Regions from separate parts of the Mus musculus genome. Here region 2 is linked to region 1. A link is a contact called in public promoter capture Hi-C data. All regions are on one chromosome and are shown on one strand. The core of a region is the stretch at or near the end of the contact, and the rest is flanking DNA. Distances in the headings are between cores, read along the strand shown. Region 1 holds the start of 1700016L04Rik (RIKEN cDNA 1700016L04 gene). Region 2 holds the start of Abracl (ABRA C-terminal like).

Region 1 (4,564 bases), core at 610-3,109:
AATTACTGTAACAGGATATAGCAATGATAGATTTCTTCTAATCAAAATGAGCCCTTGCTGAGTTTAAAATAAATGAATGAATAAAGGCAAAAAAAATTAGACAACTTAAAAATTTCGCAACCAGAAATTAAAATGAAGCAATATTTTTTCAAAAGTTTGTCCACAAAGCAAGAATGAATGAATGAATGAATGAATGAATGAATAAGCTAGTAATGTTTACTACTAGATGTCCCTCCACTCCCCCAAGACAAGTTCCTGGCTGTCCTGGAATTCCCTCTGAAGACTATATTTTCCTAGACCCCAGAGATTCACCTACCTCTGCCTTCAGAATGCTGGGATTAAAGGTATGCACCACCATGCCTGACACTATTGAATTTTAGTGAATCTTTATGGAAGAACCTATAGCAATACGTCTCAAGCCATTCCATGTATAAAAAGGGAAGCAACACTACCATTTTCATTCAGTGATACTAGTGTTACTCTGGTGGTAAACCACATAAGGCAAACACTATATACCAATATTGGCGTTGAAAAAACAGGAAAGTTCAGCCGGGCGGTGGTGGGGCACGCCTTTAATCCCAGCACTTGAGAGGCAGAGGCAGGTAGATTTCTGAGTTTGAGGCCAGCCTGGTCTACAAAGTGAGTTCCAAAACAGCCAGGGCTATACAGAGAAACCCTATCTCAAAAAAACAAAACAAAAAACAAACAAACAAATAAAACCCAAACAAAAAGAAAAAAAATACAGGAAAGTTCAAATGAAATGTAAGTCCTTAAGGATGATACTATGCAATGGAGAGGTGGCAATAGATAAATAAATAAATAAATAAATAAATAAATATCACTGCTATAAAGAAAAGGTGGGGTGTGCTATAAAGTCAGAAGTGCAGACTCTCCTGGACTCTATCTTGTCAAGTAGTAAGACAGACTAATACTTTCCTAATGTTCATCATCTTCCTCCACTAATCAACTCGCATAGTTCACTAAAACAAGCACTAGCCATATCAGAGAAAGTATTCAATTCTTATTAGTTCGCATGTGTTTACCTTTCAAGTTTGAAAAGGACTGTCTATTCAGTCCAGTATTTGGACATGCAAATTTTAATCTAGTATTTAAACATAGTGTTTCTCATATAAGAATTTAAAACTTCTAAACTAAAAGCAATGGTTGTTTCCAGTTCCAATCTCCTTTAAGTACATGTTTTCAGTATCTCTTTACAGTTTCTAGAAAGGCTATAACGTGTACTTCTGTGTGTGTGAATGTATAAATTTTTATTTTGTGATCATTTTCTCTGTTAAAACTAATGACACCTCCACCCCCCACTCCACCCCACCCTCCCCCCCCCCCACCAAAAAAAAAAAAAAACCCACTGTGGCCCATCTATATGCATATGTCTGTAATCTCTACTAACTGGGAAGCCCTGGGTAAAGGATTTCAAGTCCAAAGCTTAGTTTGGCAATTTAGTGAGACCCAGTCTCATAAAAATAAAGACAAGGGAGAGAGTGAGGGAGGGAGGGAGGGAGGGAGGGAGGGAGGGAGGGAGGGAGGGAGGGAGGGAGGGAGGGAGGGAAGGGAAGGAAAATTTGAAAGCTGAGAAGGTAGCTTAGTAGTATATACGCTTGCCAGAATATTCCCAACAAAACACACACGCATGAGATAAAGAGAGGGGAGGGGAAGTTTTCCTTTCTCGCAGTTAAAGTCCTTTACGTTATTTTCCCCTTTCTTCTCTTTCATTCATTCCATGCAAACAAACAAACAAAAACAAAAGTTAAATTTAAAACCTCTATCTCCGCTTACCAGCAGAGAGCGCTGGAGCCGTGTGCGACACAGGAGACTCTCATTCTCCAAATAATAACTGCCTTAAACCAGGCAGTAAGTTTGTCTCCTTCGGGCACCCGTCGCGGACAAGCGTCTCAGCAACGGATGCGTGGGTGAGAATTGCCCGCTCGGAGGCGGAAGCGGAAGTATCTGTGACCGGCGAGTAGGAAGTAGCGCTTCCGGGAGTGGAGATGGCCGCGCTGGCCCCTCTGCCGCCGCTGCCCGCGCAGTTTAAGAGCATACAGCACCATTTGAGAACGGCGCAGGAGCATGACAAGCGGGACCCCGTGGTGGCCTACTACTGTGAGTCCCTCCGAGTCCCCGTTCTCCCGCCCGGTTGCGCCCCGCGCCTCCCTCCGCTCTTGAGGCCCGCCCCGCCCCCTGGCTTCAGACCTGAGCCTTGACCTCTGGCTCGGCCAGGAGGACCCCAAGTACTAGACTCCCTCCACACCCGGACCCCCGTCTCTCCAGCTTAGAGCCTCGGACACGCCTCCCGGCTGTTCTTTCTTCTGGGAATGAGAACCTCGATAGTCATAGGTTTCCCAGAGATGGGTGGGAAGGGAGACTAACAGAAAACATAACGAAAGCTGTGCATTAATCACGAGAGCTTTCAGGTCCCTTCCGAAACTCAGACGGTTCAGTGGACAGTGGCTACTACTGAAAATTTGAATTTGACTGTTCTTGACTTGTTTTCCGTACTCCTCATTACCACCAGTAAGAATTTGGAGTCATCCTTTAGCTATCCTGAAAGTTAAGAAGTTTAATGCCAATATTCCTAGTTTGAGATGTATATACTACTGAAGAGGACACAGTTTGAACTCCGTTCAGACATGCAGAGTTGGTGAAGTGGATAGGACTAGTAGTTTTATGTAAACTATGATTTGAATATTATACTCCTATCTTTGTTGCAAGAAATGACTGTACTCTGAGTTTCTAAAGAACTTTCAGAATACAGAAATGATGTGTCCTCTGTTGTGGACATTGTTAGCAAAAATCTGGACCAAGTCAAGCCTTCCCTTGTGGACATGTATGTACCTCATTTCTCAAATGTGCATGGATGTCCCCCTACCACCACCAATAATTGCCATTCTCCACTTGATTTATGATCTGAATTCCCACCTCTTCTGCAAGCCACTCGGTGGCTATACTTCATTTTTATAAAAATCATACCAGTATTGTTCCCACCATTCTTGTTCTTTTGATGATCTTCAAACATATCCTAATTATTGAGCCTTTTTACCTATTGACGAGCATTCCTAAGTACTGGGAAAAAAAAACTAAAACCCAGCTCCTGTGGTCCTAGGACTACTGAGAGGAGGGGCGTTTGAACAGTACGCATTTTATAATTTCAGGAACGGGCATAGAAGTGCCACAGTACTGTAGAGGGGACCTCATTTTCCTGTGTTCAGAAACACATTGCTCAGTTGACAATGGAAGCCAGACCTTTGTGCACAATTGCTGAAGAATATACCTTTAAAAGGAACAAAAGTCTGAAGGTCCACAGAGAAGTTTAAAAGAGGAGGAGTGAGGATTTGGAGAGTATAGAGCCAGAGAGAAGTTGGATACAACAAAGAGGCTGGCTCTGGACTGTGAACCAGGGCCCTTTGTTTCCCTCTAAGCCAATCCTTATTCATGAACCTGTAACTGTGCACCTTTGTCACTACCCAGGATCTTTTCCTTCCTGTGTCATTGTGGTCATTCCTGCCCTTTGTTCTAAGCTTGATTCCCCTGTTTTCTTTGTTTAAAACAACAAGAACCAACCAAACAAACAAACAAAAACAAGAGAAGTGCTTCTCATGTCAGTCCCCTAAAATTAAGCCTTACAGCTTCCTGTCATAGGTAAACTTGAAATGGGAGTCCACGCTTGTCCTCACCTTTTTGCCTGCTGTCATCTGGTTTTTATGGGTGTTTCTATTTCAGTAGCATCCCTTCTCCCTAGTCATGAATGGGCATTTTTATGACAAAGTCAGTATGGCTGTACTGCAGTTTCTGTTATGAGACCTGCATGATATCCATACAGAATTTAAGGAGCGACAGGAGGTATGCATGTACTCACATTTGATGTTACTGAAGTTTTAATTTTTGCTAACTTGGTGGCCCTGGATGCTGTCTCTTTGAAGTGATATTTGCAATTCTCTGAGACTTAATGAGGTTCAACATCTATTCACATGCTAATTAAGCAAGTGCTTTTCTTTTTAACTGCCTTTTGTTGCTTTTGCCCAGGCTTCTATTGAAATGTCACTTCCTAATAATATATACTAATCCTTTGTTGCATGAATTGCAGCTATTTTCTCCCAGTTCACAGTCTGGTTTTTCTTCAAGAAGTCTTTTTTTCCAAAATGCTTGATATAAATTGTCTGTCAGTAGCTAGGATACATTCCAGTTTGCTAGGCCTTGATTTCTTTTGTGTCCTCACTTGGGATTTTTCTTTCTTAAGACTATAACTGGATCTCTTATCAACTATAGAAACTTTTGTTGTTGATGCTATTTTATTATCACTCTTGTGAAGTTTCTATTACATGTGTGCTATCCTTTTCCTTTTAACTGTCTTCTCTTAAAGCTTTCATATATTTCATTTGTGGTATGCTGTGTAAATCCTTAAGGCCTTTTCTTCCACATATCTGTTGCTTAACACAGCTATTGAGTTGACATCAACATCAACATTCATTTTTTATTTCTGAGTACTGTTTTTTTTTTTTTCAAATCTTTCTGCCCAGTTCTGGTAGTTTCTTAGTATTAAGTTCATCTT
Region 2 (4,598 bases), core at 1,450-3,949, 3.3 Mb before region 1:
ATCATCATGAGATATGCCTTTAAATCCAGGTCTAGGTTTTCGGGTGTGTTGGGGTGCCCTGGACTGGCTGAGGTGGGAGTACTGGGTTCTGATGATGGTGAGTGGTCTTGGTTTTTATTAGTAAGATTCTTATATCTGCCTTTCGCCATCTGGTAAACTCTGGAGTCAGTTGTTATAGTTGTCTCTGGTTAGAGCTTGTTCCTCTCATGATTCTGTTATTCTCTACCAGCAGACCAGGGAGACTAGCTCTTTCCTGAGTTTCAGTGGTCAGAACACTCTCTGCAGGCAGGCTCTCCTCTTTCAGGGAAGGTGCACAAATATCTGGCATTCAGACTTGCCTCCTGGCAGAAGATGAAGGCCCGAAACAAGACCTGTCCCAGAAGCTGTTAGCTTCTGTAGTCCATACTCTCACCTGTGCAGAGTAGTCTCGGAGGAGTCCAGGATCCAAGATGTCTCCTGAAGTTGCTCAGGCAAAGCCCTCCCGGGCTGGGCGGACACCTATCCTCTGGCAGGGAAGGTGCCCGGATGTCTGGAGCCCGAAAAGGGGGCTGCCTCAGAAGCTCTGTGGTTCCCACTTGTCCCAGAAGCTGTTAGCTTCTATAGTCCACACTCTCACCTGTGCAGAGTAGTCTCGGTGGAGTCCGGGATCCAAGATGTCTCCCGCAGATGCTCCGTCCTTGGCTTTCTAATCCCCCTGTTTCCACCCACTTAGCGCTGGGCTTACATGTACGGTCGGATGGCTATGGCCCAGCAGAGAGTAATAGGTTTCAGTGTAACAATTTTTACTTACTAAGTTCAAGTCATCTATTTTATTTTTTCCTTGCTCACAGAGTCCGGGGAAATTGCCTCATTATAACTGAAGTGACTCTACTGGAGTGTGGGTGGCCTTGCAGTGAGACCTTGCTTGGGGAAATTGTTAAGTATGGTATTTGTTTTAACACTACAATTTTGTATTATGTACATTTTTGTTATTAGACGCGTTCTCACGACCGGCCAGGAAAGACGCAACAGACCAGAATCTTCTGCGGCAAAGCTTTATTGCTTACATCTTCAGGAGCCAGAGTGCAAGAAGCAAGAGAGAGAGAAAACGAAACCCCGTCCCTATTAAGGAGAATTCTCCTTCGCCTAGGACGTGTCACTCCCTGATTGGCTGCAGCCCATCGGCCGAGTTGACGTCACGGGGAAGGCAGAGCACATGGAGTGAAGAACCACCCTCGGCACATGCGCAGATTATTTGTTTACCACTTAGAACACAGCTGTCAGCGCCATCTTGTAACGGCGAATGTGGGCGCGGCTCCCAACACATTTTAAAAGACATAAACTATAAATTTTCAGCTCCCTTCTGAGAGGAAAAAAAGAGGCCTTGAAGGATCTTACAGTCCTTACTTAGAAGATTTTGTAAGTTTGACAACAGTTACAGGACAGCTAACCACTCAGGTTCACATTCACATGGCAAACCTTGATCCTGTAGGGCAACTAGGCCACTGCTTGGGGAGAGCATGGACCCTGCACAGCTTAGGGGACCTGGCTACTCTCACATCCCCTGAAAACAGGTCTTTCTGACTATTACATTTTTAGCTTCTCACAGATTGTCCTTGGACTTCCCCAAGGCCTCCACCAGTCTCCACCCACCTTCCCAATCTCTCCTCTCTCTTCTCTCCTCTCTCTCTCTCTCTCTCTCTCTCTCTCTCTCCCTTCTCCCTCTTCTGCCCCCTCCCCTCCCCTTCTCCCACCCTGCCCCTCTCCCTCCTTAGCCCCTCCCCCGCTCCACCTCTCTCCATTCTCTACCCCCCCCCCCCTTCCTGGTTTCTGCACAAAGTCAACTTTCTTGCTCAATGAAAGTCCATTTTGGGCCTCTGTCTGACCTGGCCTTTTCCAGCCTCACCCAGATGGCTCATTCTCTACCTGTACCACCTTCAATTTCCAAGGGAGATTTGATTGGTCCAAATGATCAGTTTCACCATTGTTGTGGAGTGGCTGCTGTTTGATGAGGTTGACAAAGACTAGGCCACATTTGTGAGTGTGTGTGGGGGCTGCGGGGGGTGGGGGGGCTGAAACTCACTAGGTTGACCCGGAGTTCACAGAGATCTTCCTGCCTCCACGGAGGACGTCACCAATGACTTGGACACTTGGACACTCGTAATTAATTGGGGGTGGGAAGAGAAATTTCCCTCATGATTACATTTACAATTCCTATACAATAATTTAAGTTGAGTTTCTTTTTCAAAACTCTGGGTAGGGCAAGTACATACGATGGAAATAAAAAGAATTTGAATGATTTGAATGGTCAATGAAATGTAGGAAACAATGAAGCGAAACAAATGTATTCCGTCTCAAGATCTAGAATCAAAATCGGTAGACCTGGCCTTGAAGAATGAAGGTGTTTGCAAATTGAGTCTTTTTTACTTTATTATTATTATTATTTGTCTTGAGCCTAATGCTCTGCATACAGAACCCACGTGAGGCTCTGTTTTCCTAGGAGATCTCAGAATTTAGCACGCTGGGGGAGCTTTTTCTCTTGTTGGGTAAGATACTCTGTCAGGAAATGAAGATGCATTAGGCTGTGGGTCCTGACGAGTAGGACGAGAGAGGTGATGGTACTTTGTGTGTGCATTCCTAGAAACCTGCCTCCAGCTTTGGCGTTGGCGCGGGTTTCCTCCTCCTAGGCGTGTCCCGGGAGAATGGGCGGCCCCTTTCCAGACAGCACTTAGTCTTACTTGCCCCCTACGCCTCTCCTTGTCCCCTCCCTCCTCCACTGCAGCCTTTCTCTTAGCCCGGGCCACTTCCTTCTTCTGCCTGTTCCTCCCCAGGGCGCGGAAGCCGAGTACAGGGTTCAGACCCACGCAGCAGCAGCTCTTCCGTGAAGAAGGAAGCAATCGGAGAGGTGAGCTAGTCCTGGAAGGCGCTGGGGGAAAGCTGGACCCGACGTCTGGGAAGTCTGAGCCCCGGGTGGAGGGTAAGGACCTCGGGGTGCCGCGGTACAGCTAGAGGGGCCTTGGACACGCGCCCTTTGTACCCCACTGGCGGGAACCCCACTCGGCCAGCACACTTCCGCACTGGGCTCACGTGACGTTTTGCCGGCCGGGGGCGGACCAGGAGAGGGGCAGCCCCAATCGATGTTTGCAGCGGTGCAACGTGTGGGTTTTGCATTTGGCGTCAGCTTGGTTGGGTGGGGGGCTGGGGGTGAGGTTACGGGGTGCGGAAAGACTGGGGGGGGGGATCCCGGGGCAATGAAGTGGTGTCATGACATTGCTCTCTGCACTGCGGAGGGCAGGTGAGGAAGGGAAAGTAGGACTCGTGGGGCTCCCGGGCTGTGCCTTCGGGTGCGCTGACGGTGGGGGACCGAGGGAGGGTGAGTTGCGAAGACAAAGGGACGAAGCGCTTGTGGTCCCGGGCTCTGCAGCCCTATGCAGTTCAGGAGTGAGGGAGTGGTACACACAGACCTCAGGATTTGGGGATCCATATTTGGCAAGACCTCAAACTTGTAGGAGGAATGACCAAATATGGAGTCAGCTGGAACCAGCGAATAGGGACGAAGGTGAGCCTTTGACCCGCGCCAGCTGTTAGTGATAGAAGGGAGGCTGGAAGACCGCCTAGCTCGCGTGTAAAGTTGGCTGTCGGTTCCCGAGCAGGCGACTCTAGAAGGCTTTATTTCCTTGGCCTATTGCCTCTAGAGTTTTAAAACATAACTAGAGAAGGCTCCTGACATTCCTTTCCAAATGTGTATCGATGAAGCTTTCTAGCATGTGCCAAGCCCCTCTCCTTGTGAGACCCACTCAGACAGCCTAATTAGAATCTGAGACAGTTAGACAGGCCCGGCTGACATCTGCCGCTGCCCGTCTTCTGGCCCAGCCTCTCGCAGACAGGCTCATTTTCTTAGGTTTGCTTTGCTATGACCTCTCATTGTTCTTGATCTCTCAACGAAGAGAGGTTTCTCTCCGGCTTTTAGACTGCCCTGGGTCTATTGTATAATGTGAATATTTTCTTCTCTTTTCCCCTCCCATATTAAGTGACTAAAACCTATTGAGTTGGGTTTGCAGTAGCAAACCTATTATTTTCCTATTCATAAGGGTCCAGACTGCGAGGCTGTTCTTGCTTTGTAAATGATCTGCCTTAGTAAGCACTCAGTATATGATATCACATAAGGATACACTATTGCATTAGATTCGTTTGTGTAACAGTAAAAGAACGGGAAGACCTGGCAAGATGGTGTGCTGGGAACACGGCTTATGTGGCATTAACTGTTGTGAGCTTGTTTCATTCGCAATGAAATAAGTACTTCGTAGTGTTCTTAGAATTTCATGAATTAGGGTAAAGGCACTTACTCACTGCGAAGCCTCATGACCAGATTTTAATCCCTGTGACCCACATGGGAAAGCCCACAAGTTGTGTCTGACCTTCACATTCATACCCTCCCCAAAAGAAATACATGTAAAAAAAGATTTTTGTAAAAGAAATTAATTATGAATTAATTCGGCTAAGGAACCTGGCGTGTAATTTCTGGGGTTACAGTCATAGGATCTCCCACACCCCACATTTGTATGTAGGTTCTGGGGCTCAGACGCGGTAATCTCATGCTTATAAAGCAAGAGTCTTAC

Evidence for each region. Promoter capture Hi-C pulls out the DNA fragments that hold promoters and counts their contacts.
Region 2: a contact with region 1 is called in a promoter capture Hi-C map of pre-B cells. The contact joins the promoter of Abracl here to the promoter of 1700016L04Rik in region 1. A contact is called at or near these places in 2 of 39 promoter capture datasets (cranial neural crest and pre-B cells).

What each region holds. Positions count from the first base shown.
Region 1 is chr10:14,702,904-14,707,467 of GRCm38.p6, reverse strand. 1700016L04Rik (RIKEN cDNA 1700016L04 gene) reads right to left here and starts at 1,859. Exons shown (of 6, transcript NR_045824.1): 1 at 1,795-1,859. It overlaps Vta1 (vesicle (multivesicular body) trafficking 1), which reads left to right and starts at 1,979. Exons shown (of 8, transcript NM_025418.3): 1 at 1,979-2,118. The coding sequence starts at 2,007.
Region 2 is chr10:18,021,353-18,025,950 of GRCm38.p6, reverse strand. It overlaps Abracl (ABRA C-terminal like), which reads left to right and starts at 2,699. Exons shown (of 3, transcript NM_028440.1): 1 at 2,699-2,884.